Linked DNA regions of Ovis aries: region 2 is linked to region 1. Evidence: chromatin contacts called from public Hi-C data. All regions are on one chromosome and are shown on one strand. Each heading gives the region's core, a stretch centred on a gene start, on an enhancer-like site or on the middle of the called end of the contact. The rest is flanking DNA. Distances are from core to core; before and after follow the strand shown.

The links. A called contact is a pair of places that touch in the nucleus more often than the background predicts.
Region 2: a contact with region 1 is called in a Hi-C map of hypothalamus, with 4 times the contacts expected there. The contact joins the promoter of LOC101105290 here to the promoter of LOC101108868 in region 1. A contact is called at or near these places in 3 of 16 Hi-C or Micro-C datasets (hypothalamus, liver and skin fibroblasts).

Annotation. Positions count from the first base shown.
Region 1 is chr20:30,688,044-30,694,256 of ARS-UI_Ramb_v3.0, reverse strand. It overlaps LOC101108868, which reads right to left and starts at 4,940. Exons shown (of 5, transcript XM_015102565.4): 1 at 4,626-4,940. The coding sequence starts at 4,908. It overlaps TRNAM-CAU (transfer RNA methionine (anticodon CAU)), which reads left to right and starts at 5,824; the gene lies at 5,824-5,895. LOC101108086 (histone H2B type 1-C/E/F/G/I) reads left to right here and starts at 528. Exons shown (of 1, transcript XM_004019065.6): 1 at 528-1,742. The coding sequence starts at 568. The coding sequence ends at 948.
Region 2 is chr20:30,833,162-30,839,622 of ARS-UI_Ramb_v3.0, reverse strand. LOC101105290 (histone H4) reads left to right here and starts at 4,076. Exons shown (of 1, transcript XM_004019327.6): 1 at 4,076-4,641. The coding sequence starts at 4,091. The coding sequence ends at 4,402. It overlaps H1-6 (H1.6 linker histone, cluster member), which reads right to left. Exons shown (of 2, transcript XM_012101125.5): 2 at 5,321-6,461. The coding sequence ends at 6,313.

The DNA of each region.
Region 1 (6,213 bases), core at 3,691-6,190:
GGTACTCCAGCACCGCTGCCAGGTACACAGGGGCCCCAGCACCGACCCGCTCGGCATAGTTGCCTTTGCGGAGCAGCCGGTGCACTCGGCCCACGGGGAACTGGAGTCCGGCCCGCGAGGAGCGGGTCTTTGCCTTAGCGCGTGCTTTGCCGCCCTGTTTTCCACGACCAGACATAACGAGACACCAGAAATAGGGTAACACCCAGAGAAATGGATCCTGAAGGCACAAGAAGCTAGGTAATTATACTCTCCGGCGGTTTGGTAAAACAGCCTATGCGATTGGCCAAACACAAATTCAAGCCAATCAAAAGCCAGAGCTGAAACAACACTTGCTAATTTGCATAGGGAATTTGTAGTGAAAAGGTCAAATTATGTAACGGTGAGCTAAGGGAAGAGCCAATAAGAGTTTGAAATAAAGAGCCTATCAGAGGTTAGGATGTGATGAAAAGACCAATCATAAATTGTAATTCTGCCATCCCACATTTGCATAGAGGCCAAACAAATACTAAGATCTTTGGTCTGTGGGCGTATTTTGTGTTCGCCTCCTGGTCCTGTCTGTGTTTTGTGATGCCTGAGCCAGCCAAGTCCGCTCCTGCCCCTAAAAAGGGCTCGAAGAAGGCGGTGACCAAGGCGCAGAAGAAGGACGGCAAGAAGCGCAAGCGTAGCCGCAAGGAGAGCTACTCCGTGTACGTGTACAAGGTCCTGAAGCAGGTCCACCCGGACACCGGCATCTCGTCCAAGGCCATGGGCATCATGAACTCTTTTGTCAACGACATCTTCGAGCGCATCGCTGGCGAGGCGTCGCGCCTGGCGCATTACAACAAGCGCTCGACTATCACATCCAGGGAGATCCAGACAGCGGTACGCCTGCTGCTACCCGGGGAGCTGGCCAAGCACGCGGTGTCTGAGGGTACCAAGGCTGTCACCAAGTACACCAGCTCCAAGTAAATTTCGTCATTTGAAACAACGCAAATAACTCAAGGCTCTTTTAAGAGCCACCCACTTTATCTCAAAGGATCTGTAACTTTCCAGACTGTATTAAAGTGGCTCGGTCAAGCAGTGAGAAAGATTATATACACCCATCAGGGTTAAGGTTTCTGACCATTGTGTGAGGAAAAATGTCTTTGCCCCAACCACTAATGCCAAAGAAGCTAATATTGAAAAGCGTAAGCCTGACAGCAAAAGTTTAATTTGCTGCATATTAGCTACGTGTCTTTTTGCAAACGTCTCTTAAAAGATAGGATGCCAGTTATTCTAAGCTGACCATTTTTAAGAAGCAGGAAAATCTTAATACTTAGAAAAGTGGGTGTTTCCTAAAGACGTTTACATTTATAAGTAAATAATCCAATTGTAAACGTGGTTTCCTTGCTTTACCGGGAAGAAAATGTCCAAGTAGAATCTGCTTTTTATGGAAAAGGACACTACTTAAATCTGCATAACAACATCCTGGTTACCTCTGAAAACAAGTGACTACCTACTCCCAAGATGTTTTTTTTTTTTTAATCTGAAGATGGTATTTTAAGGTAGTGGCTCAAGGCATTTTGTAGTCTTCTCAGGTTTACTGGGGATCTCCAGTGTAGAGAGGAGGTAATACAAATTAGGTGTTTCGGTTTGTCTTTCCCTGTTAATGTATCTTGTATCAATTAGACCAAACAAAGAATATGGAAAGAAAGAAGGGAAAATTTTTTCTCCCTATATCTACACAGACTTTTGTGAACATTAAATGTTACTACATTTTATAATAGTGCTTGTGAAGGAAATTCCCTAAAGCCTACATATAATTAAAGCATTTCTCACTTTCCAAGGTTAATTGTAAATACAGTTTAAAACAGTGTATTCTGGAAAACAAATACGTACATTTAAGAAATAGATAAGCATGGTTAAAGGAGAAATCCCCCATTGCATTTAGCCTCTTTGACCGCTAAATTTGAACATGGTACTTAAACCCTTTGTGAGCATTTCCTTACCTCTAAAATGGGAATAATAATTAACAACTACTATGTGACATGGCTGGGGTGATCAACAAAAGAGCCCTTAGGGTGGTGCTGGCACAGAGTCCCCTAAAATATTAGCTGTTGCTAAAGCAGCTAGTTGAAGTTCCGGGAAGTTGCCCTCAGGTCTGCCCACTTTAGAATCTCAGAATTCTGAGGCCTTAAACAAGGCAGTGAGCTGTAAAGACTACTAGCATTTAACACCAATTAGAATTCCTTGTCTGGCATTGGGAACAATACAAACCGCTTCTAACAGGCCTGCCCCTGTTGAAAAAACAATTCTCTTCACTGAACTGTTTTGAGGACATCTTAGTGCCTGTGACTCTTAAGTCTTCCCTGCCTTTGATGGCTAGTTCAAGCAACATATGTGTCATTTTCCAGGGAATTTTCTCGTGCCTCACTAGGATTAGAAGTATCTTTTAAATAGTCAGATGTGTTGGGTTCCCAGGCCATAAGCAAACTACTCACCTCCATTTGCCTCTCAAACTTGGTCTCTTTTTTCTCCACACTCCCTTGGCCTCCCTCTGCCCACCAGATAACTTCCTTGCTACCTCCAGTCTTTGCTACTTAGTCCTCCTTCCATTTGGAGCTTTACTTTCTCAATCTTTTTTCCCCAAGCATCACTTACAAGTAAAGCCTTCTGGTGATGCTGGTTTAATCACTACATCATGTCTGACTCTTGTGACCCCATGAACTGTATCCCACCACGATCCTCTGTCCACAGGATTTCCCAGACTAGCATACTGGAGTGGGTTGCCATTTCCTTCTCCAGGGTATCTTCCTGACCCAGGGATCAAACCCACATCTTCTGAATTAGAGTCAGATTTTTTCCCAAAATCTTCCTATGTCATTTAAAGTACCATCTCCTTCCTCTACACTATACAGTTTTTCCCAGCTTCAGTTTTGTTCATAGCACCATCTAACAAACTGTTTTACCTGTTTTGTCTGTGCCCCTTCCAACAAAATATAAGCTCCATGCACTTAGAAATACTGTTTTGTTCACCGTTGTTCACTGCTATAATTCCATAGTATCGAACAGTGCCTGGTACATGCCATGCGCTCAATTTTGTTTGTTAAATTAACATCATCGTATGAATTTATCTCCTCAAATCAGTGCCTTAGCTCCAATAACATCTGATTCTTTCCATATTTAAACACCAGAGCCCATATCTTTAAAAGAGATCGCATTGCAAATGACTCCACTGATTTCTGGCTTTCAAAGTATCACCCTACAAACTACTTGCCGGCCATAAGGAGGAGAAATCAGATTTTACGAAGAAACTATTAATAATTATCCTAAACCAATGACTGACCTAGAACCTACAAAATCCCCTTAACAAGTGACCCTGATGTACAATAGTATTTACATACAATGATCTATAACCTGTTCCTTGACAAGAAAATTAATGTTATTTCAGTCAAATCTAGGGAAAAATCACTTCTACTCTGTAGGTCATACAGGGTCCAGAAACCAAGGAAGATAACCCCATTCAGGAAACAAGCCAAACCAGGACATTTTATAGGCCAGGTCTACATCAAATCAATGTCAAAAAACTAAGTGAGATTCAGGAGAAAACTTGTATCAATGCATTAAGAGACCTGAGACAGAACAAAAGGGAAGATTGGATCTCCCTCTGAATGAACCAGATCTCTAAGACATTTAAGGTATAACAGGGATTTGTTCATGTGCACCGACTATTAGGTATTTAGGCAGTGAGTATACCGGTAACTTTTTAAAGCAAACAAAAACAATGCATACTTCCTTTGAGGTAAATAATCCTGATGTCTGTATAGTACTTTTTTAAATGTTCACTTAATCTTAAACCTAAGTGCCATTCATGTTGCTCATTTAAAAACATACTTCCTGTCGACTTTTTAAAATTTTTCAAACAGGAATTCAGACTATAGTGTCCTCTATACCTAATACATGGTAGCTCTCCCGGCGGGTCCATTGTAATTGTTCCCCCAATGCATGGGTACAAGTTTTAGTCAGCAGAGCCCAGCAGCAGCGCCACACACCAGCCGAGCCCAGGAGCGCGCCCCCGCTGAGGGGAAGACCCGCCCTACTCGTGAATTCGCCTTTGTTCCGAGTCGCGCTTCCCGCCGCGGGCGCGGGCTTTCTTTGTTCCTCTGCCTCGCCGCCATCTTGAGCACAGGGCACCGCCGGGGGAGAACCAGGCGTCGCTACATCGCGGTGAGTGTAAGCCGACTTCTAATACGCAAGTACCGCGGATACTCGATTCCAAATTCGAAATATCCCAGAATTAAAGAAATCTTCCTGGGGTAAAGTCTCATAAAACTTAAATGCGCCGAAGTTATTTTTAAAGCCACAGTGAACTTGCATCACTCTAAAACTTCCGTGCTTTCAATCATGTCTGACTCTGCAATCCTACCCATGGTATTATCTTGGCAAAAATACTGGGGTGGATTGCCATGCTATTCTCCACTGGTAGATTCCGAGAGGTGGGCTTTGTTTAGCGGAAACTGAGCATGTGAGATATCCCTTGAGCAACAGCAAGTGCTAGCCAGCTCTTTCATCGAAACATGTGGGCGGCCCTGAAAAGGGCCTTTGGTGGAAATATTAAGAACGCCGAAAACTGGCAGCTTAACCGCCAAAGCCGTAGAGGGTGCGGCCCTGGCGTTTCAGCGCGTAGACTACATCCATGGCTGTGACAGTTTTGCGCTTGGCATGCTCGGTGTAGGTGACGGCGTCGCGGATCACATTTTCCAGGAACACCTTCAACACCCCGCGGGTCTCCTCATAGATGAGACCAGATATACGCTTAACTCCTCCACGCCGGGCCAGACGACGGATGGCGGGCTTGGTGATGCCCTGGATGTTATCGCGAAGAACCTTGCGGTGACGTTTAGCGCCACCTTTTCCAAGGCCCTTCCCGCCCTTGCCGCGTCCAGACATGATAGAGCTGCCAAGGGAACTTCCAAAACAGCACCGACAAAGCCGCGGCAATTCCCTTATATGAGCGGATTCCGGACCGAAGTGAGAACCGAAAGCGCTTTCGCGGGCACATTCATTTAGCCTGCCAGCCCGCCCCTCCCCTCGTGACCCAGTTCTGGGTGACGTCACGACAGCTTAGTCCCCGCCCACCGAGCGGGCCCTTCGCTGAGGATTCTCCGGTGAGTCTTCCATCCCTAAGCAGGAATTTTCGAACGCAATTTGAAACTGGGTCAGACTAAAGAAATTAACATTTTTTACTTATTTTCTTTTGCTGCTTAGGATGCTTTGGGACGGTTGCACTGGAGCCTTGGCCCACATGACCGGAACAGCTGTAACCTTCGTTGGAAATGAGGGCCCGGCTTTACCTCCACGTTTATGGGGCCTTCAGCACTGCTGCTCCGTCCCGGTAACAAAACCCCTTCAAATCGAAACACCCTTCCAGAGGAATTTAAAAGCTTCAAGACCTCGCCTTTTCTTTCACCAAGCCAAGGGAAATCTAACCAAAAGATTTTTTCCCCAAAGGCGAATACCTATGGTTGGTTAGCGATTCTCCGGTAGAAATCTCGGCAGCCGCGCGAACCAAAGTTCCTTTCACGTTTTATTTTCATTTTCTTCTCTGATTATTAAAACTTGTGATTCTGATTTAATTATCTAACCGTTCCTCCTGCGCTCAGTAACTTAACTCCGTATTAATGTTTACTTTTCTACTTGTTTTCTCTGATTCTGATAGCGACATTAATCCAAACTCTTCCCATCGTGTAGCCAAAGTATAGAAATAAATACCCCTCCCCGCCCCCGCCCTTACAGTTTTCTAAAGTTAGAGGCGTGCTTCCTAGTACAGTTAAGGGTATTATTAGTAAGGCGCATAAGTTGTAAAGCAGAGTGGCGCAGCGGAAGCGTGCTGGGCCCATAACCCAGAGGTCGATGGATCGAAACCATCCTCTGCTAGTATCAGCTTTTTCTGAACTGCTAGAAAATACCCTGAAAATAAGTATGAAAACCGTTTCCGTGATTTCTTCTGCTAAAGTAACCGTGTTGTTATTGTCTCCAGTTTTCATGACAGCGTTCATTGTCTTGTGATGCTGTGAAAGTGCTGAATTAAGAGAGATGGAGTGGAAGCCCAGATCTTGTTATGCTTCCTTCTATTCATAATCCAGAAAGCACTGTTTGTAAGAAATTGAGACCTTGTAGTTAAAGTGACAAACTAAAAATCTCCTGGGCCATCCCTGCGCAGATTCTTTGCAACTACTAGAGTTTTAATCTTTG
Region 2 (6,461 bases), core at 2,827-5,326, 150 kb before region 1:
TGTTTAAGACAGGATAATATTAGAAACTTGCTTGTCCAAATAGCATTTTCTTCAGTAGGTCAAAACGTGTTAGGAATATTTAGAGGAGAAAGCCCACACAGGACAGCAGGCCTAAAAAGTGCAAAGGCCAACAACTTTTAAAAAAGAGTTTGAACTAAAGAGAAAATGCAGGGTGATTAGGACTTGGGGCTTTGACTGCCATCACCCAGGTTGAATCCCTGGATGGGAAACTGAGATCCTGCAAGACATGCGGTGCAGCCAAAATGGAAAAAATAAAATCAAATAAAGAGGGAAAAGTAAGAACATTTTCTTAAAATGGTAAGGAGAGGAAATGAGGAAAATAGGGAGAGACACAGTAGATGTATATTATGGAACCAAAAACACACCAATGGGAATGACAGGAAAAATGAATAATTAGAAAATAGGTCATACCAAAGTAAAAATTAGTTGACTGAAAAAGAGAAATGCATTGAAGACTTAAATGGGAAGGAGATAAATCAGCCAGCAGCGAGAGAAGCCCCAGACCAGGAGTGGTATTCCCAAATGCCTGCATCTCACTACTGTCAAGTTATAAATCCCTGGCAGGCAAGCGAAATGAGGTGAGATTGTACTTATGCATTTCCTGAACTATAACATTGCTCAAAACTATCTCTACCAAGGGATTCCTTTTTACTAAAGTGCAATTATACCCTGAAAAGTGTTGATATATGCTGGTAGTTTTCAACCCTGGCCAACTATCAGAATTGTCTGTTGAATTTATATATTCCATGGAATGATATGAGCAGTGAAAGTGAAAGAAAGTCGCTCAGTCGTGTCCGACTCTTTGGGACCCCGTGGACTGTAACCAACCAGGCTCTTCCGTCCATGGGATTTTCCAGGCAAGAATACTGTAGTGGGTTGCCATTTCCTTCTCCAGGAGATCTTCCCGACCCAGGGGTTGAACCCGGGTCTCCCGCATGGTAGGCAGGCGTTTTACCATCTGAGCCACCATGGAAGTCCATTATCATTATGGAATGATATGCATAAATATAAATATATATATTCCTGAACTCTAGTATTTTGACTGAGTTTGTAATAGGTGGTTCTGAGCATTTTATCTTTTTAGAAGATGTTTGATTAACATCACTGTTTTATTTGTTGAAATATTTAATGTATCCACTTAGCCACAACTTGCTTGCAAGGTTTTAATTTGTAGGGTCTTGGTCACATAAATGGGGTTCTGTGATGCTAGGTTCACTGGGAGGATGAGGTCCAGGTGACCCACTCTCTTCCAAGCCACAGGACCAAATAACACCTGGCTCCTAGAGCAGGATACATTTTTAACATAAATCTATATGTGTATACCTTTTAAATGAAGAAGGAATTCATAGGCCTGGACTCCATCTTAGGCCTGTTCATGCTGATCATGCTCAGCCACCTTTCCAATGACTCTGAACTCTATTTAGTACCTATGAAAACAACAACAGAAGGATAAGACCCCCTCCAGACAGGGGAACCTTGAAGATCATATCTAGGTTACTTATCGCCTAAGAGAAAACATACACTAATCACCCCTTCCTCCAGACAGGCCATAAATTTTTCTGTATCTATCGAAGTGTAACCTCAGATTTATTGATTATTGGCTAATTGTTTGACTGTTTGAGCACATGAGCACATAGCACGTGAATGATGGGGTTATCGGGACTATATTTTCCTTGGTTTATGTAAGTCTCAAGGAATTTGGAGTGGTGGGTTCAGACACATACACATGGGGTATAAAAGATTTTCACAAATGCTGGTCAGGGTCCTTGGCTAAGGGGAGACTCTGCCTTGGGCCCGCTGGTGTAACAAACTGCACTTCACTATCTGCATTGTCCTTCTGAGTGAGTTTGTTTTCTGGAATGCGTGGCTACAACATAAATATTTCTGTTCTGACAGTCATGGCTTTTTGAGTCAATGTTCATTGAGAAAAGCTTAGAAAAGAAGAAATTGGGAAAAGAAAATAAGAAAAAAGTAACTATATTGTACCTTCATGAATTAAAAAGCATGTGCAGATTTCATGTTTACATATGAACTCTGACCTCATACTTTTCCTCTGTAATGTTTGACATTTCTTCCTAGCTAAGTCGCCTTTATAAGGTGCAGGTTCATAGTGGGAGAAGGTGTTGAAAGGCAGGAGTCCAAAAACTCTCAATTTGGGGCAGAAAAATGCAACCTCATCTAATTATTTTAGAAGTGATATAAACCCTGTACCATGCAGAGCTTTCCTGCCCTCTCCTGAGTCTTTCCTCTCCATTGCTGAGTCTCTTCTCCCTTTTTGCCTAAGTCTGATGTTACAGTGTAAGGCCATATTCTCATTCTAAGTCTCACCAATAGACATTTATCAATTAACCAGGATTGGGGTGGGGGTGGGGGAGAGAAGTCTTTTTCAATTTAAATAGAGTGACTCTTACTGTGAAAATTTTCAAAACCTGCAACTGGAAACTAAAGAGAAACTTTTTGATTGAGAAGTCCTTCTCAAACCATACTCAGATCCAATTCTGTTCTATTTTGCTTAAAAACAAACAAAAAACCCCAGGGACTGGCCTGTCCATAACCCTCTGTAATCTAATCAAAAGCCTCCCAGGTGAGGGCCCTGTAGGCTTAGAAATGACCTTAATCAAGTATTAGCCCCATCCTCCTATTAATCCCCAACTCTACAAAACATCGGGAGAAGGCACCCCACTCCAGTACTCTTGCCTGGAAAATCCCATGGACGGAGGAGCCTGGAAGGCTGCAGTCCAGGGGGTCGCTAAGAGTCGGACATGACTGAGCGACTTCACTTCACTTTTCACTTTCATGCATTGGAGAGGGAAATGGCAACCCACTCCAGTGTTCTTGCCTGGAGAATTCCAAGGACGGCGGAGCCTGGTAGGCTGCCGTCAATGGGGTCGCACAGAGTCGGACACGACTGAAGCGACTTAGCAGTAGCAGCAGCTACAGAACATGTGTTCTTGTCTCTAAAACTGAAGAAGATTGAGAAAGGATTAATGGAAAAGAGAAAGGAACTTTTAAGAATTGAAGCCCAATTAGACAGGTGCAGAAGGCCAGGAAGAGGGTCCAGGGGCAACTATTACTGAAGCTTACCTTCAAGTTCCTTCTCTCACATGTATTTGCCGAAAGAGTCACGCAGTACATGTTTGAATGGAGAAATTTGCAATTGTTTTTCTATTTTTTTAGTCTTTTCATACACAGGCGTTTTAGTACCAGCGCCTCTTCATCGCCAGGCTTAGAGTTTGTCTTATTAAAATGCGGCCTTTAAAATTGAAACATTAAAAGAATTGAAAGGGAAAGTCCCGTCAGCTATAATACTATGTTCCTTTACATATTACTTTCACGTTCCCCAAGGGACCATTATCTAATTTATTAGTTTTGCTTGCTCATACTCAGTCGTGTCCGACTCTGCGACCTCATGGACTGTAGCCTGCAAGGTTCCTATGTCCATGGGATTTCCCAGGCAAGAATGCTGGAGTGCGTTGCCATTTGCTCCTCCAGGGGATCTTCTCCATTCAGGGATAGAACCCGCGTCTCCTGCATTGGCAGATGGATTCTTTACCACCGAGCCACCTGGGAAGCCCTAATTTGTTAGTTACCGAGCTATGATTGAAGGCAGAAGGGAAGGACGAGATGGTTGGATGGGATCACATATTCAATGGACATGAATTCCAGCAAGTTCAGGGAGATGGTGAAGGTCGCAGAGTCGGATACGACTGAGTGAATGAACAACAGCAACAAAACGTTATGAAAAAGAAATTTGAAGTGGAGCTCTTTGCTCCATGTCCTTGAGCTGCTAAGAAAACACTCAACCTGCAAATAGGCACAGGAAAAAAGTGCAAGACAAAAGAGAAACTAAAGCTTTCATTCGATTGAAGGCCACCTCCCCTGCCAGGAGCTCACTGAAGACCGAGGTTTCCTGACCAATGAAAACACTGAAATGTTAATAACCCCCTCCTTGCCCCACCCCCTGATGACCTAATTTGGAAAAGCCGCCTGAGTATGCTGTTTTCAATCAGGTCCGCTAGAATGCTATTTAAAGGGCAGTGTCAAAGCTGCAGTTATTTCGACAGCAGTCATGTCTGGCCGTGGGAAGGGTGGTAAAGGTCTTGGTAAGGGGGGCGCTAAGCGCCATCGGAAAGTCTTGCGGGACAATATCCAGGGTATTACTAAGCCAGCTATCCGACGTCTGGCTCGTCGTGGAGGCGTCAAACGTATCTCCGGTCTTATCTATGAAGAGACTCGTGGGGTGCTGAAAGTGTTTCTGGAAAACGTGATCCGGGACGCGGTCACCTACACAGAGCACGCCAAGCGCAAGACTGTTACCGCCATGGACGTGGTCTACGCGCTCAAACGTCAGGGCCGTACCCTTTACGGTTTTGGTGGTTGAGCAAAGCATCTACTTGGAACGTTTACAAAAACTAAAAGGCCCTTTTCAGGGCCGCCCAAATGTTCGCTAAAGAGCTGTTGGACGATACTGAGATGTAAGGAAGTATTTTAAGTGTGAAAGGGAGTTGGCTTAACGCAGTTTCATATACTTCTAGGGGTTGGGAAGTATGACTTATTCATAATGGAAATAGGATTTTAGGCGCGGTAAAACAAACAGCAATAAAAATACTTGCCCTTAAGTTTTGTGCATTTCGATATTCAGCTTTCAAACTGGTTGGCTAACGGTTTTAATGGCGCAAAGTTTAGCATTATCGCCCACACAACACATAGCTATGTAAATGAGGGCTCTTTGCGGACAAGCTTTCATTGGCCGATTATCACTGTGGTGGAAAAAAAATCCGCTACGTTACAAAGCTGGTTTCCTGTTAGCTAAGGCATAGAGCTTCATAAGGGTATCTGGAACAATCCGATTTATGCCCGGCTCTGAAGGGCGCTGGAACAAAGGCACAGAGTGGTCTAACCGGTTCCGCACAGGTTTGTGTGGTGCTTGGCAGTCGGCCCACTGCTGGGTGGGATGAAGCCAGCCTCCTTTGTCTCGGGTACAGAAAATGGGCTCAACTGCCTTTTTTGGCAAGTGAAGAATTTTCCTTCACTATCCCAACTCCGTAAAACAGTGGCCACTTTACCCAAAGTTCTGAGCTGTGGCTGATTGAATACAAATTGAAACTATTGTGTTTAGTTACTTTCCATACAGGAAATAATTTTTCTTCAGAGGTCCGATTATACAAATGAATTCAGACAGTATATGTCCTAGTGAATCATCTGTAGAACATGGCTGTGTGCGAAACTGCTAAAATTACATAGTTTTAAATTGACTTTGTTCGAAGTCGCCCCAAATACCAAGGCCCAAAACAAGATGAACAGTATAAATGTGTTATTTACGAGGAACTTTAAATAAGGCTAAATTACAAATTAAGTAAAAACAAACTAAATTGTTCAAAGTGAAAAAGATGCTTTTCCTAATACAAGCATAAAGGTTACATTGAGCCTCCAACATCTCTATACATCGTTTAACATTTTTCAGCCTGTGTAGGGCAATATGAACAAGACTCACTCTCTTCACTGACAACCACAATTATATTGACTGTATTACAAAATCAAATTTTAATACATGTGCTTAACATATAGAAAATAATCTGCTTTCATAGTAACGAAGACAAAATTTTCAATATTCTTGCAAATTGTAAAACGAAAACGTTTGATTTACAAAAAATCACAGTGGAAAGATGTTTAAATAAGTAAAAAAAAAAACTTCCCACTAACCCAAATTGAGACCTTGGTTTCCCTACATTAACCCCTGTTAAGTCCATGGATACGGAGTTCAGAACCTTTGTACAGAATGATACATAAAAGTACATACTGGAGTAGAATTAGGTGAAGAAACGAAACAAAACATGGTAAAACATAGTTGAGGCATGGGACAGATCTCCACTCAGAAACGGCCTAAACTTTAAATGCAGTAGCTCTCGAAGAGGGATTCTCTAGTGGTGCAGATGGTAAAGAATATGCCTGCTAATGCAAGATACCTGGGTTTGATCCCTGGATCGGGAAGATGCTCCTAGAGAAGAGAATGGCTGCCCCTTCCAGTATTCTAAGAGCATTTAAGAACTTAAGGAATGTGCCCTGATTTTGTTAGGATGGACAATTCCCTGGAATTGGACACTACCCACGCTAAAGTATCTGTACTCTATGTCCAACGAGATAAATTTCACCACATCACACGTTCATTTATCAAATACTTAGAACCAGTAGTCTTCCAGAGACTTCTGGAAACGATGTTACACCCTCCTAAAATCACTTGGGTGGCTCTGAAAAGAGCCTTTGGGTTCTATGAAAACTGGTGAAGAAGTATTACTTCTTGGTTGTTGCATTCCTAGTATTAGTTTCCTGCTGGGTCAGCTTAGCCTTCCCAGTTTTGGGGTTTCCTGCCCTGGCCTGCGCTGGGCTCTTCCGTTGTTTGCATTTGGTTCTTTTGGTTTTCCCCCCATTCCTAGCAGCTA